Linked DNA regions of Mus musculus: all the other regions are linked to region 2. The links are chromatin contacts, called in public HiChIP or PLAC-seq maps. All regions are on one chromosome and are shown on one strand. Each heading gives the region's core, a stretch centred on a gene start, on an enhancer-like site or on the middle of the called end of the contact. The rest is flanking DNA. Distances are from core to core; before and after follow the strand shown.

What was found. HiChIP or PLAC-seq counts read pairs in DNA pulled down with a chosen protein or histone mark.
Region 1: a contact with region 2 is called in a CTCF HiChIP or PLAC-seq map of CD8 T cells, with 5 read pairs. The contact joins two enhancer-like sites. A contact is called at or near these places in 3 of 15 datasets of contacts at CTCF or cohesin (CD8 T cells, large pre-B cells and pro-B cells) and 1 of 115 datasets of contacts at active chromatin or transcription factors (large pre-B cells).
Region 3: an SMC1A HiChIP or PLAC-seq map of large pre-B cells shows a contact between it and region 2, with 5 times the contacts expected there. The contact joins two enhancer-like sites. A contact is called at or near these places in 2 of 15 datasets of contacts at CTCF or cohesin (large pre-B cells and pro-B cells), 2 of 484 Hi-C or Micro-C datasets (large pre-B cells and pro-B cells) and 1 of 115 datasets of contacts at active chromatin or transcription factors (large pre-B cells).
Region 4: an SMC1A HiChIP or PLAC-seq map of large pre-B cells shows a contact between it and region 2, with 2.7 times the contacts expected there. The contact joins two enhancer-like sites. A contact is called at or near these places in 2 of 15 datasets of contacts at CTCF or cohesin (large pre-B cells and pro-B cells), 1 of 484 Hi-C or Micro-C datasets (liver), 1 of 115 datasets of contacts at active chromatin or transcription factors (large pre-B cells) and 1 of 9 other capture datasets (embryonic stem cells).

The regions. Positions count from the first base shown.
Region 1 is chr16:24,913,309-24,916,008 of GRCm38.p6, forward strand. All of the region lies in intron 10 of Lpp (LIM domain containing preferred translocation partner in lipoma), which reads left to right. Among named protein-coding and RNA genes, the nearest start is that of Gm52245, 27 kb to the right of the region's middle. Within about 2 kb of position 1,288, at least 143 of the 459 cell types and tissues checked have an H3K27ac peak or open chromatin away from gene starts, as enhancers often do.
Region 2 is chr16:24,258,486-24,261,185 of GRCm38.p6, forward strand. All of the region lies in intron 1 of Gm31814 (a long non-coding RNA gene), which reads right to left. Among named protein-coding and RNA genes, the nearest start is that of Gm31814, 3.4 kb to the right of the region's middle. Within about 2 kb of position 1,291, at least 9 of the 459 cell types and tissues checked have an H3K27ac peak or open chromatin away from gene starts, as enhancers often do.
Region 3 is chr16:25,248,077-25,250,776 of GRCm38.p6, forward strand. No RefSeq gene overlaps it. Among named protein-coding and RNA genes, the nearest start is that of Tprg, 37 kb to the right of the region's middle. Within about 2 kb of position 1,390, at least 81 of the 459 cell types and tissues checked have an H3K27ac peak or open chromatin away from gene starts, as enhancers often do.
Region 4 is chr16:24,885,804-24,888,503 of GRCm38.p6, forward strand. The region is part of intron 9 of Lpp (LIM domain containing preferred translocation partner in lipoma); the gene reads left to right. Among named protein-coding and RNA genes, the nearest start is that of Gm22672, 3.0 kb to the left of the region's middle. Within about 2 kb of position 1,253, at least 19 of the 459 cell types and tissues checked have an H3K27ac peak or open chromatin away from gene starts, as enhancers often do.

The sequences.
Region 1 (2,700 bases), core at 38-2,537, 650 kb after region 2:
TTCCTATATGTGTTCCTTATAATAATCTAATTTGAACCAGTGACTAAAACATATGTTCTTGGTTCACCCCAGTTAGGTAATTTAACCTCTAATTTCTCTGTTTTGAAAATTGGGGACACCTTATTTTTTGGGAAGGAAAAAATATATTTACCTATTAACAAAACTCATCTAGGAGGCTGCTGTTTGTAAGCTGTGGATGTTGAACAGTCAGTGAAGCAGACTTTCAGTCTGGTTTAGGATTTTCATTTCCAATAAAGAACAGACAGAAGGGTCACGGCACTCATTCCTAAGGAAGTGATGCCTTACTGAGCTGAGGAGTGGACAGGAGGTTAGACGTCTCAGGCAGTGGAACTTGCTGACTTGAGGACCTGAAAGAGGCCACTGTGGTCAGAGACCGAGAGAGCAGCTTGAAGTAAGGCGGGTTTTGAGATGGACAGAGGTCTTGCTAAGGACTTTGGGCTTTCTCCCAAAAGGCAAAGACTGCTTAGCTATTTCATTATTTCTTACACACTCATCCATTACCAGCTTTTCCTGAAAGGTCTTTGGCAGCAGGGAAGAGGCGGAGGCAGCACCATGAGTAAGTGAACAGAGAATCTGCTCCCTGAGTGTTGTGGGTTTTAGCCACACCCCGTGTTCCATATCTCTCTCTGTGAAGCGCCTTACTTTCTAAAGCTGAAAGAAAGAGGAGCTTAAATTAAAGCATGGCTCAGCTAAAATACAACCTAAAGAGTAAACCATGTTTCCTGCTCCAGATGTGAACACATCTGCATTTTCTATCACATGATTTAGGAGAGACACCTTGAACTTGGAGCCATCCCTGTCTTTTTGTCTGTTAGGCAATGCTTATTACAGATGACTTCCTGGCACTTGTTTCCAGAAAGAGGTCCAGCGTAAATCCTTCTGAAGCCAGCATACTCCACTTTTCTGTACAGTGTGAGCCATGGTGCTCCCCCTTTTATAATCTTTTAAAAAAATATCTATCCTGACTGAGCTAGACCTCCTTAATCTTCATTCCTTTTCTTCCTGTTGAAATGGCAGGTTTCCTCTCCAAAATTTGGACAAGCTTTAAAATTAGATCTCAAACTGCCAGCCTCACAAATCTGCCCTGACAACAAATTTGTTGATTGTGTTTTCTCCTCAAGAAATAGAGTAGCTCTGAGAGGCATTGTGTTTAGCTAGCTGTCCTGGAAACACAGATACAGCTCTGGGCTCTGAGCCGACCAAGGGTTGTGGGCTTCAGTGACTTGGCAAAGCACAACAGGACAGAAGCCGGCAGAGCATGAAGCCTGTCTTTGTCATAGTTTGCTAGAAAGCCAGAGTCAGGCTCCCAGCATGTTCTTTCCCAGACTGCCACATGCCATAGGAGTGAGGGACAATTCAAGTGGCTGTAACGTATGTAAGTCAGTCCAGTCTGTCTTTCCATGATGCCTCATGTGTGACTGTTCCTACACACTAATTGTTGCTCATAAATTAAAATCATAGAATTGTCTAAACCTTTACATGTAGAAATTCTGTGAATTAGGTTTGTGTTTGACCCCAGTTGTCTGACCCCATGCATTCTGTCTAATACTATACTGATCCTGGCCTCCTTTATAGTCCCCAAGAAATCATGTTTGACCTTGCCTTTCTGATTCTATGCCTGGTACTGAAATATCTTGTTCACATTTTTATGCCTAAATGCTATATGACCAATTCCAGCATCATCTTGTCTTTGAAAATTGATTCAAAGTGATCATTTTCTGTCTTGCTCTGTGACACAGGTCTCCTCCTCCTCTTCCTCCTCCTCTTCCTCCTCCCCTTTTCCCCCTCCTCCTCCTCCTTCCTCTCCTATAGAAAAGAAAGGGAGACATTACCCTTGTCTGAATGATTCAGAACAGCAGGCAGACTTCCATTGCAAAGCTGTATGGCTGTGGCCTGGTAAGGTTCTACACTAAGAACAGGAGTTATGGTAAGGAAAGCTGCAGCATCTCATTAAAGAGTTACTATTCCATCTGACTGTTCACAGTGGTGAGGGATGAGCTGCCTTTCAAGAGGGGATCCCTTGGCCAAATGATTGGCACATTCCAACTGTGATGTGAGGTCTACACCCAGGCTAGAGATGCTATTCATGTGACCATAAGTTTTTTTTTTTTTCATAAAGGAGTTTTTGTTGCTACACTAACATTGCTTTTTTAGGAGAGGCGACCTTAAAGTCATTTAAGAAACATATCAAGAATGAGGACTCCTAAACATTTTTGGCATCTCTAAGCCTCTGGCAAGGATGAGTGTATCATGAGGCCCAAGGACACTTCTTGGTACGGGATACTTGAACCTGCTTCTAGTTAGGGTGTGGTTCAGATCTTAGCACATACCTTTAATCCATCTGGCTGGAATACAAACATACCCTTCGCACACACCTTTAGTCCCAAACAATGAAGGTAACATTAGCTTGTAGAAGGAAGCACTCATGTTTGAATTGAGTGGCAGGAAACGTGATGAATCAGAGAAAGATTTGACAGAATAGGATATGCCCAACTCTCCAAAGAGAGGAGGGGGAAAGGAAAGCTGCTTAATGGAGAGACAGACAGCACCGGAAGAAAAGCGCACAGTACAGGATATTCTAGAGTTCATGGAGAGCAGGACAGGAGAGTTGAACCAGCCAGCTAGGGTTCAGGAAGACCAAGAAAGGATGAATTTGCTCAGCAGTAAGTCTCAGGAAAC
Region 2 (2,700 bases), core at 41-2,540:
TACTGGTTCTGACTGTTGTGGTGGTCACACAAATCTACACCTGACCAACCCCCCCCCCCTTCTGGTGTTCCAAGACAGGGTTTCTCGGTGTAGTCCTGACTGTCCCAGAACTCACTCAGTAGGCCAGGCTAGCCTCCAAATCAGAGCTCCACGTGACCAGGCTCCTGAGTGCTGGGATTAAAGTGGACATGTACTTCTACAGCCCCGCCTTCTCTAGGCAGGCTTTTCCTATGTGGCCTCATACTGATAGACTCACTCTGGATGACCCATTCTAATTTTACAGAACTAACTTTCAATGTAATTACATCTGTGTCTGCCTATCAAATTTAATGGTTGGCTCTTGCTACATTGACTTGCTATAAAACATGTATCAAAAGTTAAATATGGTTGGCACTAGGGTTGAATATGACTGTTAGTATTAGATATAATATGATTATCATTCTTCTGGGTAAATAGCTACATAAATCTTTAAACTTCAAAGATGGCCTTGCCGGACCAGAGATTTTCATTCAGGATTTTGTTTGTTTGTTTGTTTGTTTGTTTTTGTTTTATTTTGGGGGGGGGTCTCTCCTTTTTTTTTCTCCTTCCCAATGTCTTTAGGCCCTTCCAGATCTGTCTCAAGTATGTTTTAAAAGTCTTGATAAATTTGTCAAGATATCCTTCAGAAAAAAATGGTGTCAAATTTCATTGCCAGAAGTCAGGGAGTGCCCAGCTCCCCGTAGCCTGTCTCTTTAGTCATATTATACTGTGACCATTAGAATTTCAGCTTCCTCAAAATCCTTCTCCATACATGCATGGGGAATGATCTTTGAAAGCTAAAATAACTCTCAAGATCCTGTATGTAAGCTTTAATATACAAGCTGGCCACAGTATGTATATTTGCTTATTGGTTAAAACAAATATCCCATATTTTTCTTAGGCATTAGGTTTTCCTATTTAAAGTTAAAACTCTTTTGAGTTACTGATTTTTCAAGCAATAATCATTAACTCACCACTGAAGCTGTGATCTCCAAATATTTTTAATCAACACAGAAAAACAAAAACAAATAGTCATAACAAGACTTTTTTCATTTTATATTTTTATATTATAGTTTTATATTTTATATGTATATAACTCTCTAATCTAGGCCTTAAGAGATAATAAATGTTGGCATCGCTTATATTTCTGGCTAAAAGGTAAGCATGAATAGAAATTCTAGAATTTTCTGCCCACTCTCCAAAAGTTAGTGTTTTGTGTCACATCAATGAAGAAATGCTTTGTAGATTTGTCTCAAGGGAGGTTCTGTTTAGTACACGGTACCACAGTTGCTGCCTTCATGAGTTCATAGGCCACCTAGGAAAGTGGCAAGAGGGCATCTACACTGGAGGTGTGATAGCTGACAGGGAGAGATTGCTCCCAAAGAGGGAAGACTTAGTCTGAGGACACAGAGGCCCTGCAAGATTATGATAAATTCTAAAAAATGTTGACTTCTGCTCCCTGAGGAAGCCTTTCTCTCTCCCCTGCTCCTCACAGATGCAGCAACCTCACAGGATGTCGGCACAGAGAGGCCGGCTGGGGGACAATCTGTACACCTGCAGTGTGTGACTGTTGGTGGGTTTTTCTTTTGTCTTTTTTTTTTCCTGTTTGTTTAATGTATATATTTTTGCCTTTGGGACATAGTGACACACATTTCTGCTTCAGCAAATGCAATGCCATAGCAAAGGGAAAGACACTCCTTTAGTACAGAAGGCTGAACCTTAGCAAGTTGCTGTCTAATGATCCTTTATTGATTTCTGCTTTGGTGGTGGTGGTGGTGGTGGTGGTGGTGGTGGTGGTAGTGGTTATGGTAGTCTCACTACCTGGCTTGAAATGCCCTATGTAAACCATGTTGGCCTTGAACTCACAGAGATGGCCCTGCCTTTGTTTACTGATTGCTAAAGGCAGACACTACCACAGCAGACGTTTGTTACCTTTAATTATAAGAATTACCCATTCCAGAGAATGACAAGTAAACTTCCAAGACCTTTGACCTTTCCCTGAGTCTAAGGTACCCAGTAAGATCTGGATTGCCTGCCTGCCTGTTTGTCTGTCTGTCTGTTTGTACCATAGAATTTTCTCTTAGTAAAGAAGGTGGCCATGGCCATGCCCATTGCAGAAGAATTGTTCAGTTCCAGGTCAGTGAGACCCACAGTCTGAGATCTCATCTCACCAGACCGCCAAAGGCAGGTAGGATAAGTTATAGGTGTTTGTGTAAATATTTTGTATAGATAAATGAATATACATTAGAAAACTTTAACACCTTATCTATATAGGTTATCACTATAAAAACATATTGATGCTGTTCATGAATGTGTATTTTTTTTCCTCCTGCCTTTGGGAAATAGGCAGGAGGGAAACTACTTCTCTTTAGACATAGGGTGTTACCCCCCTACTTTAGCCTTTTATTCATTGTGTAAAAGATCAGGCTTGGTTTTCTTGTTCTGTGTTACCTTATTCAAGATAACTTTTTCTAGTTCTATCCATTTACATCTGATAGAAGACTAATATCCAAAATATATAACTAAACAGAAAACAACCTTAGGTATCAAGAAAACAAACCCAATTAAAAACTGGGGTACAGATCTAAACATAATTCTCAAAAGAGAAAACTCAAATGGCTGAGAAATGTTTAAAGAAGTGTTCAGTATCTTCAGTCATCAGGGGAATGAAAATCAAAACTA
Region 3 (2,700 bases), core at 140-2,639, 990 kb after region 2:
AGAATGGTCTGAAAATGAAGGTCTAGAGGAGAGGAGGTAGGTGTGGCGCCTCTGAGGTGGTACACTTTCAGATCACTCATGGCTCTTAAGAGTGTTCTGTATCGTGTCCAAGTCTAACAGTAAGACAGCTCTTAAAAAAATAGGTCAGTTTTGTGCTTGTCTTTCATTTTACCTGCTCTGGTCCATGGTCCCTCTAGCCAGTGACATTCCTGAGCAGAAGAGAAGAGAGTGCATAGCAGTGCCATAAAATGACCCAGGAAGTTTGTACACTGTGGACAGTCAACCTCGAGCTGATCGATGTTCAGTGCAAGCCCTTCAGTGAGACACTGTTGTGTTGTGACTACTCTTGTGACTTGTGACAAGTTGCCTTCTCCTCTTTAATTTCCATTTCTCCAAGTGCAACGTGGAATTTCCATCATATGCCCCATGGTTCTCCGTGGTTCTGGTGGGATTTGAGGAGCGTGAATTACAAACTGGTATCCCGGAGCCATCCAGTCTAACGCAAGCTTTACTTTGCTCTGGGAGTAAACCTTAAGAAAAGGTCAGTTTTGCAGACGTCTTGAGGTTGTGTTCCAACGTCCTCGTTAAATAACCGAAGTCCAGACTGGCAGGCCCAGGGGAATATTTAATCAAGTAAAAAAAAAAAAGGCCAAGTCATTACTGGAACTCCGTCATCAGACCTGTAAACACAAGCATTTATTTGTGGGTGTCATGAGAAAGTGTGTTCACTTGTAATACTCTCTCCTGTACAGGTTCTACTTGTCAAATGTGTATGACTCTTCTGATAATTCAGAAGAGTGGAGAGAGCAAGACGAAAGGAAAGAGAGAAAATTACAACTGTAAACAGACTCTGGACAGCGAAGGATCAAAACAGCCTCTGGCTTGACTGGATGAGTCATAGCTATAGTCAGACCACAAATAGAAGCATAGCTTCTCTGTTGAAGGGCAGTCTTCCTGTCTGGAGAGGAAACCCAGCTCTGATTGGAGATAGTAGTTTTTGCAGACTTCAAAGCATCGCAAGCAACTGAACAGACAAGAGAAAGGGTTGGTAAACAGCGTTCCAGGTGCTACTCTGGAGAACCAGCCGCACAGCTCTGATTTGAAGCTATGTAGACATACTTTCATCGGAAGCCAAAAGCTGGTGGTTTGTTTGTATGCTTGGTTTGTTTTTTTCTTCTGCTTCTTTCTATAGTATTACTCCCTTCTAGCATCTGCATCTAATTTCATCTCAAGTAATGCAAGTTGTTCCTCCAGGCTCACACTCCAGGGCACAGAGAGAGATTGGCAAAGGGCCATCTAAGGAGGTAGGAGGAAGGCAAGGGCACGTGTTTTGAAACTACGAGGAAGGTGATGCTTTCAACAGGGCAAGTCTGAGACTGAGAGGGTGTGGCAGAACAGAGGAACATTCTAGTGGTTCCTACTAGGTAGACAAGCCAGTTTGGCCTCCTGAATTTAGACTTTAACACTGAGTCTGGGTATAGCTTAAAATTTAGTGTATATGTGAGGAAGAAGAACATGGAAAATTGGAATGAACGAATGGGACCCGGTGTCGGAGCCTGAGTGCCATTAAAGGTCTGGACTCTGTATGCTGTGGAAACAGGGAGGCAAGAAACAGAGACTACGGAAAGATGGGAACTCCAACCATGGGAGGTAGAATGAAGCAAGCTCAGGAAGGCCAACTACATCTGCTGTCACTTGGATGCTTGTCCAGCACAACGTAAGCCCCTGAACTTAGAAAGCACATAGGAGAGACGATGACATCGATAGATCTAATCGCTGGAGGATAGCAACATAAAATGTTTTTTACCAGTACATGTTTTGGTGTGTGTTAAGGTCATTGAGCTGAGTAGATGGGACCTGGAAAACTATATAGTCAGGTGATTGAAAATGACAAATGCATAATTTCCATTTGATAGACATAGGGGACAGGCAGTGAGGGAAAAGTTACCTGCACCATGTGTTTGACATTGGTGGTTTTGACTGACACAGGTTCACTACTTGCTCCACATTTCCTTTCCAACCTACGCTAGTAGCTTTTCTATCTGCTGTGATAAAATTCCCAGCTAAAGTGACCTACAGAGGAAGTATGAATTTAGACCTAAAGTTCCAGAGTACACAGGCCATGGTGGCAGGGTAGGTGCAGGAGGCGATGCGTCCTATTACATCTGTAATCAGGAAGCAGGCATAATGAAAGATGTTCAACCTCACTTTCTCATTTCATTCAAATCGAAACCCCAGCCCATAGAATCATACCTTCCACTTTCAGGGTGTCTTTTTCCACCTCAATGAACCAAATCTAGACTTATTTAAAGGATCGTTTCCATACCGACTCAAGTTCTGGTCGAATTGACATTTGGTGTTAGCTATCACACAGCTTTGATTTCACCCTGAGTCTTGGCCCTTGGGATCCCTGCAACACTGAACTTCTGTCAGGCAGCTGTGCCCTGGCTTCCTGTCTGAGGGTGGGTGAGTCACCTGTTCCCACTGGGTCCTGCATTCCTCATGTGTGAAATGAGGATGGGACAACAGTCTAGCTGTATGTCTGGAACAAGAAGCACCTGTTGCCAGCATTCTCTTTAATAAGCAAGCAAGCAAACAAACAAAGCCAGCCAATGAATCCTTCCTGTCATCATCCATGTCTTACAGATGGCCTAATAGATGATACATTAAATGATACATAATGCTCAAAAGGCCATAGGG
Region 4 (2,700 bases), core at 3-2,502, 630 kb after region 2:
AGGAAATGTTCCATGGACTCACCTATAGCGTGATCTTATGAGGGAATTTTCTCAGTCGAGGTTTCCTCCTCTCAGATGACTATACCATGTGTCAAGTTGGCATACAACTAGCCAGCAAAAAAGCAAAGGACTAACAAGAGAGGAAAAGGACCACAAAGGGAAGGATAGCAGAGTTTGAGGTACTGACTATGTCCTTATAGACTTGCTTGAATATGTCTTTTGCATACAGTTATTACTAGGAAGATGTTTTAAAATAACTTTTGTGAGCAAATACAAACAGCAAGCAGGCTTGAAAATACCTCTGGAAGCTCATATCCTGTACTTGCTTAGCCTATTGGTTTTCCTAGACTGCCTGTCTCTCCTTACATCTCGCCTATCATGCATTTGGAATTCAGTCTGGCTATTCAGGCTTAGCTCAACTATTAAGACATCCATAAGGCATTTAAATTTATAGTACTAGCATGACAACCACAGGTTTCAGTACATTGAGGAAGCCCTTGTAGTGTCCCAAGATAAAGGAGACCTGATTTATATACTTGGTTTCACCAACATTAAGGACATTGTTACATGTGGAAAAGAGAAGATAGGTACACAGGATCCCAGGCTGGCCACAGACAGTAGTAACATATGAAATCTTTTGGTATGTGTATCAGCTTTCCGGACCTCTGCTCCTGGAATATTTGATTTGCTAAGCATCCATTGCTTAGAAGCTCTGCATGCCGGCCCTGTGCCAGAGCTCCTTGCTTCCTGCTGCCTAGTCAACTGTGCTTCCTTCATGCCCTGGTGCCTAGAGGCCTGCCGACATTCCTCTGGCCTTTCCTGTTTAAGGCACTGAGGATTTTGTCTAAGTGACAGGCTGTGGTATGCTTTTACTAATGTGTTGTCTGAGTCCCTCTCAAAGCAAAGATACCCTCTGCCTGAGTTGCTTGCTCTGCATTCTGAATGCTCTCCTGAGGAATAGTTTATATATTCTTGTTAATGTAAAGGGGGAACATTTGGGCGCCTTGTTTTCTGTTGCTGGTTTGTAGACCTATTTTTAACTTTTGTTCTTTGCTGTTTTTTCCCCCTATGATTGTGAATTGGAAGGTGTCAGACTGGCTGCCCTTGAGGCTGGTGTCCCTAATTTATCCCAAGAATAGGAAGAATTTAAAGGAGGTAACAAAACTGGTCAGGCCCAGGTCCGGGTCCAGCACATTAGCCCAACCTACTCTGGAAGAATATTCTCCAGACGTAAAGAGAGACTTGTTTCTGAGAATGTAGGCCATCTGCTTCTGTGGCGAGCACACAGATGCTCGTTGAGGCCAGTGGTTTGCATCCAGTAAGCCACAGATGTTCATCCTTTCTTTGGCGGTGGGGGTGGGGCAGAAAGCAGCATTTTTCTGCCTCCCCCCTCTACCTGTCAAAATTGCATTCTCAATTGCCTTTCCTGGGAAAACTCTTGCAGAGGTGTTTTAGATGTGACTTCCCTTGCATATTTCGGTAGCACTTTTCTCTGCAGTGTGCCACACATGGTGCCTTAGACTGTTGAACCCGGGAAATTCCTCAGTCATGGTAAGAAGCGCTAGTGGTGACTAGTCCACTTCTTCTTGTCACACAAAAGCACACTGAAGTACTGGACAACGAGCTGACGTGAAGGAGATTGAAAACGAAATATTTTTCTTTCTGGAGCAGGCTTTCACTGTAGGCTGGTGATCAAAGATGTCCCATACCTGGGATAGCTGTCTAACTCTCCAGATGCCTTATAGGCTCAGGATATACATTCTTGTGCTGCACTTTGAACCAGAATAAGACAGCTGCTACTGCTGCCTAGCCAGCCACTGTGCCCCTCTCATGACCCCATCCTTATTTTGCCAAAGTATGTTTCTTAGATCCCTTGTGCTGCTTGACATCCTGTTAAGTGGTCCTTTCTGACTTAAACAAAACAAAAGGGAAAGTTAATATAGAAGAATAAGTGTGTTGACTTATATTGAATTTATAATATAAAAATCTACTTCTCATTCGAATCCAGTGGACTTGTAATAATGTTCACATGCTTTAATCTATTTTCCGCAACCCTCAGTGTGTTTTCTACAGTGAAATGCCATTTGTTGGCATAAAATTCTCAGAGGTATGGCATCATTTTTCAAACAGAGTATGCTTCATTTGATAGTAAGCCAGTAAAGTTTGGAGATGTGGTTTTGTTTTCAGCCTAATTACGAAAAGAGTGACAAATGAAAAAATTAATTTTCTTATTCTAACCAAAAAAGTATATGAATTTAAAGCATTTCTAACTATATGTCTAATGATAAAACAACTATAAACTATATTACAAATATCACAATTGTATTAAACATCAAGAAGATAGCCTGAAATTTCACATTAATATAGTTGTAGCAGACACAGTCCATTTTTTAAGACTTAAACTTCTTTTTCTCAGTGTTTCAAATTAGTTTGTTTGTTTTTTAAGATATGCTCCAATCCTGCAAAAGAATACAAAGGAATATTTACAGGACCACATGCAATCTGAGAGAAATATATTTACCTCTTCTCACTCATTGAAACATTTACCCCTCCCAGTTTTGAGTGTGAAGTGGCTGTCAGTCCAATGTGACGGGGTGCTGAAAGCCTTCTTCAATGAGAAGTCATTCCATAATGCCCCATATACCAGATCTGCACTGATGAACAGGCAGTGCAGCTGTGGGGCTGGAATAGATACTTTAT